Linked DNA regions of Anser cygnoides: all the other regions are linked to region 2. A link is a contact called in public Hi-C data. All regions are on one chromosome and are shown on one strand. The core of a region is the stretch at or near the end of the contact, and the rest is flanking DNA. Distances in the headings are between cores, read along the strand shown.

Evidence for each region. A called contact is a pair of places that touch in the nucleus more often than the background predicts.
Region 1: a Hi-C map of liver shows a contact between it and region 2, with 1.5 times the contacts expected there. The contact joins the promoter of CHST12 here to the enhancer-like site in region 2. A contact is called at or near these places in 2 of 7 Hi-C or Micro-C datasets (granulosa cells and liver).
Region 3: a Hi-C map of granulosa cells shows a contact between it and region 2, with 3 times the contacts expected there. The contact joins the promoter of GRIFIN here to the enhancer-like site in region 2. A contact is called at or near these places in 3 of 7 Hi-C or Micro-C datasets (granulosa cells and liver).

Annotation. Positions count from the first base shown.
Region 1 is chr15:5,171,392-5,174,435 of Taihu_goose_T2T_genome, forward strand. CHST12 (carbohydrate sulfotransferase 12) reads right to left here and starts at 1,693. Exons shown (of 3, transcript XR_010825090.1): 1 at 293-1,693.
Region 2 is chr15:5,052,688-5,055,880 of Taihu_goose_T2T_genome, forward strand. No RefSeq gene overlaps it. Among named protein-coding and RNA genes, the nearest start is that of LFNG, 16 kb to the right of the region's middle. Within about 2 kb of position 1,609, at least 1 of the 3 cell types and tissues checked has open chromatin away from gene starts, as enhancers often do.
Region 3 is chr15:5,119,683-5,122,959 of Taihu_goose_T2T_genome, forward strand. It overlaps GRIFIN (galectin-related inter-fiber protein), which reads left to right and starts at 1,630. Exons shown (of 4, transcript XM_048066155.2): 1 at 1,630-1,641; 2 at 2,349-2,581; 3 at 2,666-2,828; 4 at 3,270-3,277. The coding sequence starts at 1,630.

The sequences.
Region 1 (3,044 bases), core at 443-2,942, 120 kb after region 2:
GGGGCCGGCACCCGGACAGGAGCCGCCTCAGCCCCACACAGACCCGAGCCCGGGGGAGGAGGGGGGCACCGAGGGGAAGGATAACGGGGCCGTGCGCCCTACCTGCTGCCCGGGGGGGGGGCGCTGAAGGAGAGCGGGGGCTGCTGCTGGCGGCGGGCTGGAGTCACCGGAGGGCCCGTCCGTCTGTCTGCCCCTCTGTCTGTCCGTCTGCCCGTCCCGTCCCCCCCCCCGCAGGCACCGAGCCCCGCGCCCTGAGCCCGGCCCGCCCCGCCGTGGGCGGCTCCGCGCTCACCTCCGCCCGGGCGGCGGCGGCGGCGCCTTCCTCCTCTTCCTCCACCTCCTCCTCCTCCTCCTCTTCCTCCTCCTCCTCCTCCTCCTCCTCGTCCCGCAGCCCGGCCCCGTCCCGGTGCCGCCGCCGCCGCCTCTCGCGAGACGCCGGGCACCGGGGGTCCCCCCGCAGGGCCGCGGCGCAGGCGCCGCCCCGCCCGCAGCCCTCAGGGCCCGGAGCAGGCCTGGCGTGGGGGGACGCCCCTGAGGGAGGGGCTCTCGGCTCCCCCTCAGCGCTCTCCGAAACGTGGCCGCGTTGCCAGCTCGTCCTGACGGGCAGGGAGAGGCTGCGGGAGATCTGTTAACCGGGGGGTTGCCTTTGGCTTGGTCGCAGGCAGCGCGCCCGTGTGTTTGGGCGTACGGGGGATGGAGAAAGGAAAGAAGCCTCTCCAGTGCCTGCCCCAGTGACAGGACGGGGACGGAAGCAGCCAGTGACGGCAGTAATCCTCGTCCCGACATGAACACAGCATCCTGAGACATCCGTGTGTGCTGGAGCTCAGGCTTACATACAGCCACTTGAAGCTATTTGAGGGGAGAAAGAAACTATGCGGCTTTTTGGGTTCTGTCCCACTAGGCCCTTAGAGGAGCAGGGTGTAGCTGAGGCACAGCACAGCTAGAAGGTGCTGCCTGAAAAGCCCAGAGCAGTTTAAACGCCCTTTTCTACTCCTACGCTTTGTGACCGAGAAGAATCAAAGCCTCGGAAAAGGAGCAGGGCCCTGCTTTGCGCAGGAGGTGGGTCTGGGGCGCGGGCTGGAGCCTCAGTTACAGCAGTTCTCCAAGCTGCAAAGGATATTTACACATTCCACCTCTGAGATCTCAATGGCCAAGTTTTACATGTATTAACATAGGCTTAAATATATAGGTTTTACAAACAGGAAAATTAGCACATCATTAGTCCCGTGCGCTTTACAACAGTCATGGCAAATTATCAAACTGTTGTTACGCAACCTCCGTATAGAGATGGAGCCTCAAAGCTGTGCATTAGACTCAAATGTCCGGGTCTCTGCTTGAAATAGCTCTGAACACTGCAGCTTTTCATAGTGATTCAGCCCAAAGGTATTTAGTGGAGATGTATGCACTTGGAAAACTCGCTTTTCCTTCACTTTTGGTCCTTCAGTGCCTGCAGGTCACGTGAGGTCTTGTAAATAGCGGCTTGGCTCGAGACTCGCTGGCCCAGGTTTGTTTTACACACACACTGTGCTTATTTTATCTGTCTGCCATTTTTTTATATCTTTGTTTATGTGAAATAGATAAGCAAACAGACAAGTTTTCCTGACCTTTCTGTTTTGCAATTGCACCTCTTCCTGCTTCTTCCTGTTTAATTAGGGAAATCAGCTGCCTTCTTATGGCAGCTTATGCACTTGTATTGCATCCCACTTCAGCAGTTTAAGGCATTTTATAAATACAAGTAAATTAAGTTTCCTTAGCCCTGGAGTGAATTACCCCTCATCTTCTGAACAGGTAGCAAAGCAAGAGGCACAGAGGGATAGGGAAGGTGACCGGTGTCACGGCAAGTGAGAAAGAGCATGTAGGAGAATTCTTTGTGAGTGCTGCAGCTGTAAAAATGTTCTTGAACCATTTGTGAAGTGCATGAACCTAGCTGAGATTGTCGTCTTAGACACTTTGGCAGACCCAGGAGAAAGCACTTTATTTGTAACATCTTTAAAAAGTAGGAACCCACTTAAAAAATAAAAATATAAAAATAGTCCCTTATGGAGAAGATTGCTGACTGGAGACATTTTTTTTCCAAAAATAAAAACATTCCTGCCATTGACCTCCAGGCTACCTCTTATCAGGGTCTTCACCTATCACCACGCTGCTTGTCCCCACTGCAGTCCGATCTGAAATGCTGTTTAGGTGGAAAAGAGCTTAGAGCAGTGTCTGGCTGCTCTCACAGCCAAACATCTGCTCACCCAAACAGCATTCCAGGCATGCATTGCACCTCCCCACCTCACAGCAACACACGGAGACAGCAGGGGAGAAAGACGAAGCTATTTCTCAGGCATTAACATTTGGTTTGAATAATCAGGCAGCCTTTTGGGTGCTCGGGTGGTATCCACACCTTTGCCCTGGGAAAAAGGCAGCTCGGGCTCCACGCTGACATCTGGGAGGAGAACACTGCTGGGAAAATGCGATTGTCCTCTTCTCCTGGACTCTGTTTACACCTTAGTTGTCTTTAATTAAAGCTAACAGCTACAGCACGCAGTACAGAAGAAAGACTTGTGGTAGGAGTATAGAAGTCATGTACAAATGTAAGGTCCCTCTCTGCTAACCTTCCCTCTGCTTTTCAGCATCGCAACACAAGCTAAAATGGATCTTAAGGCATGCTACCCCTGCACCCACTTCCCCTACTTCCGACAGTCCCCAGACTGCAATCCCTTAGGGCCAGGGGCAGTCGTGCTCCCCTGGTGACTTTTCTCCAGTCCTCTGCTCATTCCCCACGCGGATGACGAGCTGCTGCTTTTGACGGCTGCTGGCACCATCTGCAGGCCCTGCACAGGAGGGAAGCGAAGTACCCGACCAAGTTTCTCCGCTTTGGTTTGAGGCTGGTTGCTGGTCAGAAAGGGAAGAGGCAGATTGCCGTGGGCTCAGCAGAGGTGAGATCTGCAAAGGCCCAAGGTTTGCACGTAGTTGTCTTGAAAATTTCCCAAGGCAACACATTCAGTAGAAGCAGTGCATTGTCACATGGCTAATTCAGATTAAATTTTATTCTTCAA
Region 2 (3,193 bases), core at 359-2,858:
CAGGAGCAGGAGTACGGCCGTGGCCAAGCCGGACAGCGATATGCAGGGGAGGGATGGTGGCAGCTGCCCCGCTGCAGGGGCATCGATCTTGGGAAGGCCGCAAAATGTCCGTGCGGGCCTTCGGGAAGGTCGAACTAAAAACCTCCACCCGTCCGCAGTGTCTCTCTTGATGTTTTCTGCCTGAGTCAGTCGAACCAAGGGACTCGTCTCCCTCCCAGATTACCTGGTGCTGCTGTCAGGACCAGGCCAACACCCCTGGATGTCACCGCCATGTGGCACCGCCGGTCTGAGGGCTGCTGAGAGGGGACAGCTGCCCTCAGCCCTGTGGCCAAGCTGCAGGTCCTGGGCACCCTTCTCTGTGCTGGCGTTCTGCCCTGCTCCGCTCCCCCAGATTTTATGCGGACCTGTCCTACTCCCTTGGTGGGCCTGACTGGTGTGAGCGAGGGTTTCATTCTGTTAATTCTGTATTTGGTTAAGCACCGTGTGTATTTAGACTGAAACCCACTCCCGTGGTCACAAACCCATCAGTAAGGTGCAGAAACACCGATGGTTTTTTGCTGCCCCTTTCACCCTCGTGTGAATCTCAACAGAAACCAGTTTTCCTCCCCTCACAAATAATTGACAGACCAGCCTCCCCCCTTGTTTTTCCCCCTAACAGAGGGACCTGTGCGTTCCACCTTCGCCCCCTGCCCTGAGCTGATTAAACCCACTCTGAGGCGCAGGGGGCTTGGAGCAGCCAAGGGAAGCCGATGGCGTGAAGGAGAATAAAGCCCCCACCAGAGTCAGCACGTAAATATTTTACCAGGTTGACAGACTCCCACCAGGGATGGGAACATGCAAGGCCACCGGCCCGGTGACCTTTCCCAGTGCTTTCCAGCCGGCCGTGCCCACAGCCTCAGGTTTCGCTCAGCCTCCTACATGGGTCCCTTCTCCCCCAGGAGCCGGGGTGAAATATGTGTTTGAATAAACCTCGCCTTCAGATCAGCCTTCAGTAGTGGGCCCTTAGATCTCCGACCTCTAAGATAAGGGAGGGAGGGGTGCCCCGGGGAGACGCTTTCAAGTATCTGTGTTACTGGCGTGTGCTGAGCTGTGCCGACAGGAGCGGTGCCTCCAGGAGGTGGTGGTGCTTGGCGGCTGTTCTGTGCTGGAAAGCCAGCACGCTGGTGGCTGCTGGTGTGCCCGCTGGGACCGGTTACGTGCCTCTGTCCCTGGTCAGCGGCTGGGTGGTGACTCCTGCTGCCCGTGGCGGTGTGCATGCCGAGACCGAGGCTGGATTTGCCCAATTTCTTCCATTAACCGCACCTGAGAGCTGGGTCCGTGGCTCTCCTTCTCTTGCATACCTCCAGAGCTGCGATTCCTCACATTTCCCAGCCCAGGGAAAGCCAGTGGGCAGCCAGAATTGCATCTTGTCCTCTGCAACCCTCTCTGAAGCACCCCTGGTCCTGAGGAATGACCCCGTCACCCCTTCATGAATGCTCCCGGGAGCTCAGCAGCCTGCCCTTCCAGGACAGAGGATGCAGGGACCCGAGCTGGGAGCCCACTGGGCCTGAACAGCTGAGAGCAAAGCCTAAATGGGGAGAAACAGATCTGTCTGACCGCATGGGGATGCTGAAGTCCTGTTCTTGGCAGTCAGGAGGGTTTGAAGCGGAGGCAGCCGCAGGAGGAGCGAGGGGGGAGGCAGCAGCCCCGGGGCTCTGCAGGGCTCCTCTGCAGCTCCGTGGGGGCACACACGGCGGAGCAGAGGCCGTGACCTCCCGGCACATTTACCGGCAGCCTCCTGCCTGCTGGGGTGGCCCGGCAGGAGAGGAACAGAGCCTGGATGCGGCCACCTGGGGCCACGGGTCCAGCCACTGCGACAGAGCAGCCGGGCATGCTGCCGTGCCATCGCATGCGGCATGGGGAGAGGGGACGGGTGGTGGCAGGAGCAGAAGGACTTTCTTGTCCATGCCTCACGTCTCTGTTTCTGTATGCAGGATCGCACCGTGGTTTATCTTGGAGCTGCAGTCGGGAAGGGTCCTGCCTTAAAGCAGCTTGGGGCAGGCTGTTTCTCACAGCGAGCCCTGTGAAAATCCCCGCTCAGCCCTCAGGACAGGCTGTTAATCCCTCCTGGGTCCGTGCAGGGGCTTTAGGAGGTGTTGCAGATGCTGGTGATGAGAAGCTTTTCTCCCATCCACCCCCCCTTCCTCTTCCCACCAGCTGAACACCACGGGATGGGATGGGATGGATGCTCTTACCCCATAAATCACCAGGCACGCAGATGAGCTGCTCCAAACGCAGCTGCGTGGGGCTGCTGCAGGGATGGGCTGCTCCAGTCCCTGCTCCCCAAGGGGCTTATAAATCACTCTGTGCGCCCCAAAATGCCCAGAGCCTGCTGGGAGGGGGGGGGCTCCCTGCGCTGATGTGTGCTCAGGACCCTGCAGGATACGACCGTGCCGACCACGGAGGGGACTGTGGAGAGTTAGTGCCCGTGTTGGCCATGGCGCACCCATGTTCACGTCCTTTATGTCTTGGCTCTCGAGAAAAGTGCAGGGCAGTCCCTAGGATGTGGCCAAGGATCATCTGAAGTGTCACGGTGGTTTTAGTCCCCTGCACCCACTGGGGACAAGCACAAACCCAGCACGGTCCCCCCCCCAGTGAAGCCATCGCAGTGTGGGGAGGATGGAGGGGGACACGTCCACTGAGGACGAGGCCGGAGGGGTCGGCAGCAGGGCCTTATAGCGGTCCCACAGCTTTGGCTGGCAGCACCGTGGGAAGTGCTTCCAGCTGTGTTTAAGATGCTCGCTTCGTCTCCCGCTCGCCGCCTCCTTGCCAAGCAGCCAAAGGAGCAGAGGCAGCCCCGCTGCATGGCTGGAGAACCAGAAGCAGCAAGGATCTGGGAGTCCCGGGGGCGGGGGGCAGGAGGGGACTTGGTTTGGACAGGGACACAGCTGGTCTTAGAAAGCAGGAGGAGAAAAACACACTGTGGAAGGCTCAGCAATTCAACTTCAAGGGATGGATGCAGTAGGAAGGTGAGCAAGCTTTAGGGGGAGGTGGGAGATGGCCGGGAGCTGCTTTGGGGGCTGGCTGCCCTCGGCTTTCCAGCCCGTCCCACCGACTGCAGATGCTAGCGAGGGATTTTACGGGACATCCTCCTGTCCCATCCATGGGCTCAGCCATCCTGGTGCTGGGACACACGGCTCCCAAACGCAGGTCA
Region 3 (3,277 bases), core at 380-2,879, 67 kb after region 2:
CACTGGGCACAGAAAGAAGCCGGTGTTTGCCCTGCCGCTGCCTCGCTGGGCAGCACCCTCTGCTTTCCCACCACCCTGCAGCACTTTGACTTGCCCTGCGCCGCTCCACGCTTCTACACGCTTATTTTGTTAGCTAAGTTGTGCTAAACTCACTTATCAATTATTTAGCTCGTAGCTTGCTCTTTCCTATGCACATGGCTGCGATGCCGTCTGGTTCTGGCCACTGCCATGGGGAAGGTCTCAGATGCATCCCGAAGGGATGCTTGCACACACCCTGTATCCACACAGCCCTTAGCCTGGCTGGCAGCAGAAACGAGCAGGAGGGGAGGACCTGGGGAGCAGAACCACGTCTTTGAGCTCAGACCACAAGCAGGGAATACATACAGCCGGGCAGATGAGGGATGCCAACGTGCAGCAGCCCGAGGAGGGACGGCTGGGTGTCCCCACCACCCGCTCAGCACCTCCACGGCTGCCTTGCGCGTCCCGATGCTGCCATCTGTAGCACAGAGCCCTGCTCTGGTGCTCCCCGGCACAGCCTTTTCTCACCGCGAGCACTGCCGTTTTGTAGGACTCCAACTGGGCGAATCCCAGCCTGGGACTTGGTTGTTTTTTCAGCCCCCAGAGAGGCTGTTGGCTTACACGCCTGCTAGATTGCGTTTTCAGTCATCTGCCAAGGGGCACTAGAGCCTGGGATAGCAGCTCTCGTTCTGCTTATCTGCTGGAAATAAAACAAACACATTCAATACCATTAGCACTACGGACAAAGAGCGAGGGGTTTTTCAACGATGGAAACCAGGGATTCCTGTAGGACCACAGGGTAGTGCCACAGCCTCCCATCCATGCAGAGATGGGCCAGCATGTGCCTTTCATGCATTCACCCTCTGAAAATGGGGGAGTGGAGTAAGGGTGTGTGAAAATCCCTTCCCTGGCTCAGCTTTGCCCGGCCATACATTATTAGCACACACTAATGAAAACTCCCATCACCAGTGAAGAGCAAAATTCATTTCATCACTACCTATTTCTTGGTGCCTTTCCATGACAGCATATATCTGACAAAAGCTCCCTCACCCCACTCCCAAATCCCTGCTTTGTTTCCAGCCAGGAAGGGAATCACACTGAGCTCAGCGCGGTGGCATCCCAAACCTGCTGGCCCCACATCGGCTGGGACAGAGCTGCCGTCAGCTCATTTCAGGCTGGGGCTCTGAGCGAGCAAAAAGGCAAAGAGAAAAAGAAAAGACCAAAAAGAAAAAAAAGACTCTATGGACTTTGCAGCAGACCGACCTTCTGGCATCTCCTCCAGCTTTGAGAGCCCCCGTCACCTCCTTGTGCTCCTAGCACGTCCACCCCATCACCGCCCCATGCTGCTTCCATCGTGTCACAGCTCCAGCTCGCCTGGTGCCTGCTGCTTTTGTATGGGACCGAATTATCCCTGCACGCCTCAGCAGGCTGACCCCGCTGTGGGGAGCGGGATTTGCTGCTCCCCAGCGCCATCCAACAGCCTGCACTGAAAAGGTGACCTGGGGTTGCTGCCTCTGCTAATCCCTGTGCACAGGGCTCCCGGCCACCCGCCCCTATATAAATCCACCCCGACCACACACCCACATCTGCAGCAAGGGGCAGGCGAGCAGGATGGCACTGCGGGTAAGTGCTGAGGACGTGCTTGACCTGCACATCCCCAAAAGGCATTGGAAATGGGAAATTGTGGCAGAGAAACAGAAATTGTGGCAGAGAAAGGGAAGGGGTGTAGGAGTGCTGAGCTATAGGGACCAAGGGCCAGGCATGGAGCTGGCAGTGGTGATGCCAAAGCTGGAGAGATTTTCCCAGCACGAGCAATAAGTTTGGGAAAGGGAGATGCTCAGAAGTGCAAAATCATTAGTGTGCTAAAAAGTGCGGGGTGAAATGGCAAGCACTTCTTATTAAAATGAGTTATTTATTAAAACTATGAATTATTCAAAAAGGAACGTTTTCCAGCTCGTTCTGTGCAAGTTTAACCTTGGAGATGGGGGGGAACGGGTGGAACGGGAACAGGCAGGAGCTCTCGGAAAGAGTCCTCTGCGTAATGCTGGATGGGGACGGGCTGGGTGCCGTGTTACCATCATTCCTTCATCAGTCCCTGCCTTTCACACCCTGCTTCAGAGCACCACCAAGTTTTCTGCTTAGCTTGCTTCAGATTTTGCATTGTCCAGTAGGGGAGAAGCAGCAGGGCATCTTTGCACCAGGGGGGATTTGCTGCCTCTGAGGTCTTTTGTAGAGAGCTGGATGGAATCAGGGAGCAAAAATACATTTTATATATATATATATCATATTATATATATATATATATAATGCAAGTCCCTGAGCTTATTTAGGAGTCAGAAAAGAGCAGGGGCTTGAGAGCATGTCTGTGTGTGAGCGGGGAAAAAAGGGAAGAGGATGATAAAGATAGAGAAGTGTTCAGGGATGAGCCGTTGACACGCAGCTCCCCACCTTGCCATGTCTCACCATCACCTCCTTGCTGGCAGTTCGAGGCCCTGTACCCAGAGGGGATGTGTCCCGGCTGGAGCGTCGTGGTCAAGGGCGAAACCAGCTCCAGCACAAGCATGTAAGGCCACAAGCCGCTTGCAGCCCCCCTGGCTCTCAAGATCCAGTGGTGCCGCTCCACCACCTCTTTCTTTTGCTGTTTTAGGTTTGAAATTAATTTCCTCAGTCATCCCGGAGACCAAATCGCTTTCCACTTTAACCCCCGCTTTGCCAGCTCCAGAATCGTCTGCAACTCCTTCCTGGCCAACCACTGGGGGAGGGAAGAGGTTAACAGCACCTTCCCCTTCGAAGCAAAGGAGCCTTTCCAGGTAGCCCTGCATCACACCACGGATGTTCTTGGGTGGGACGGGGGGACCCAGTCAATATCAGGGTCTTTCTCAGGGATCTAGCCAGCCCCATACCCAGTAATGTCCCCTCTCTGGCTTTGTCCCCCCCTGCTAGTACTTCTTTTGTCCCCTAATTTTGCTGCTGATTTATACCCAGCTCTGGCACAGACATGTGCAGCTCCAGCAATAATCCCTGGATGTTGCAGTTGTCACCAATTTAAGCTATGCATTATCACCTCTTTCTGCTGTCAGAAAACAAAGAACTCAGTTATTCCTTCCTTTTACCCAACAAGGCAGTGACCTGTCCCCATGTCAGTTTGGGGAGGATTTGCAGTGGATCATGAGTGCTCACGGCTGTAACAGCAGCAAGGCCTGGTGAGGACGTGTGTCCACCCGGTGAACCTAACACAGTCTCTCTTTCAGGTGGAAAT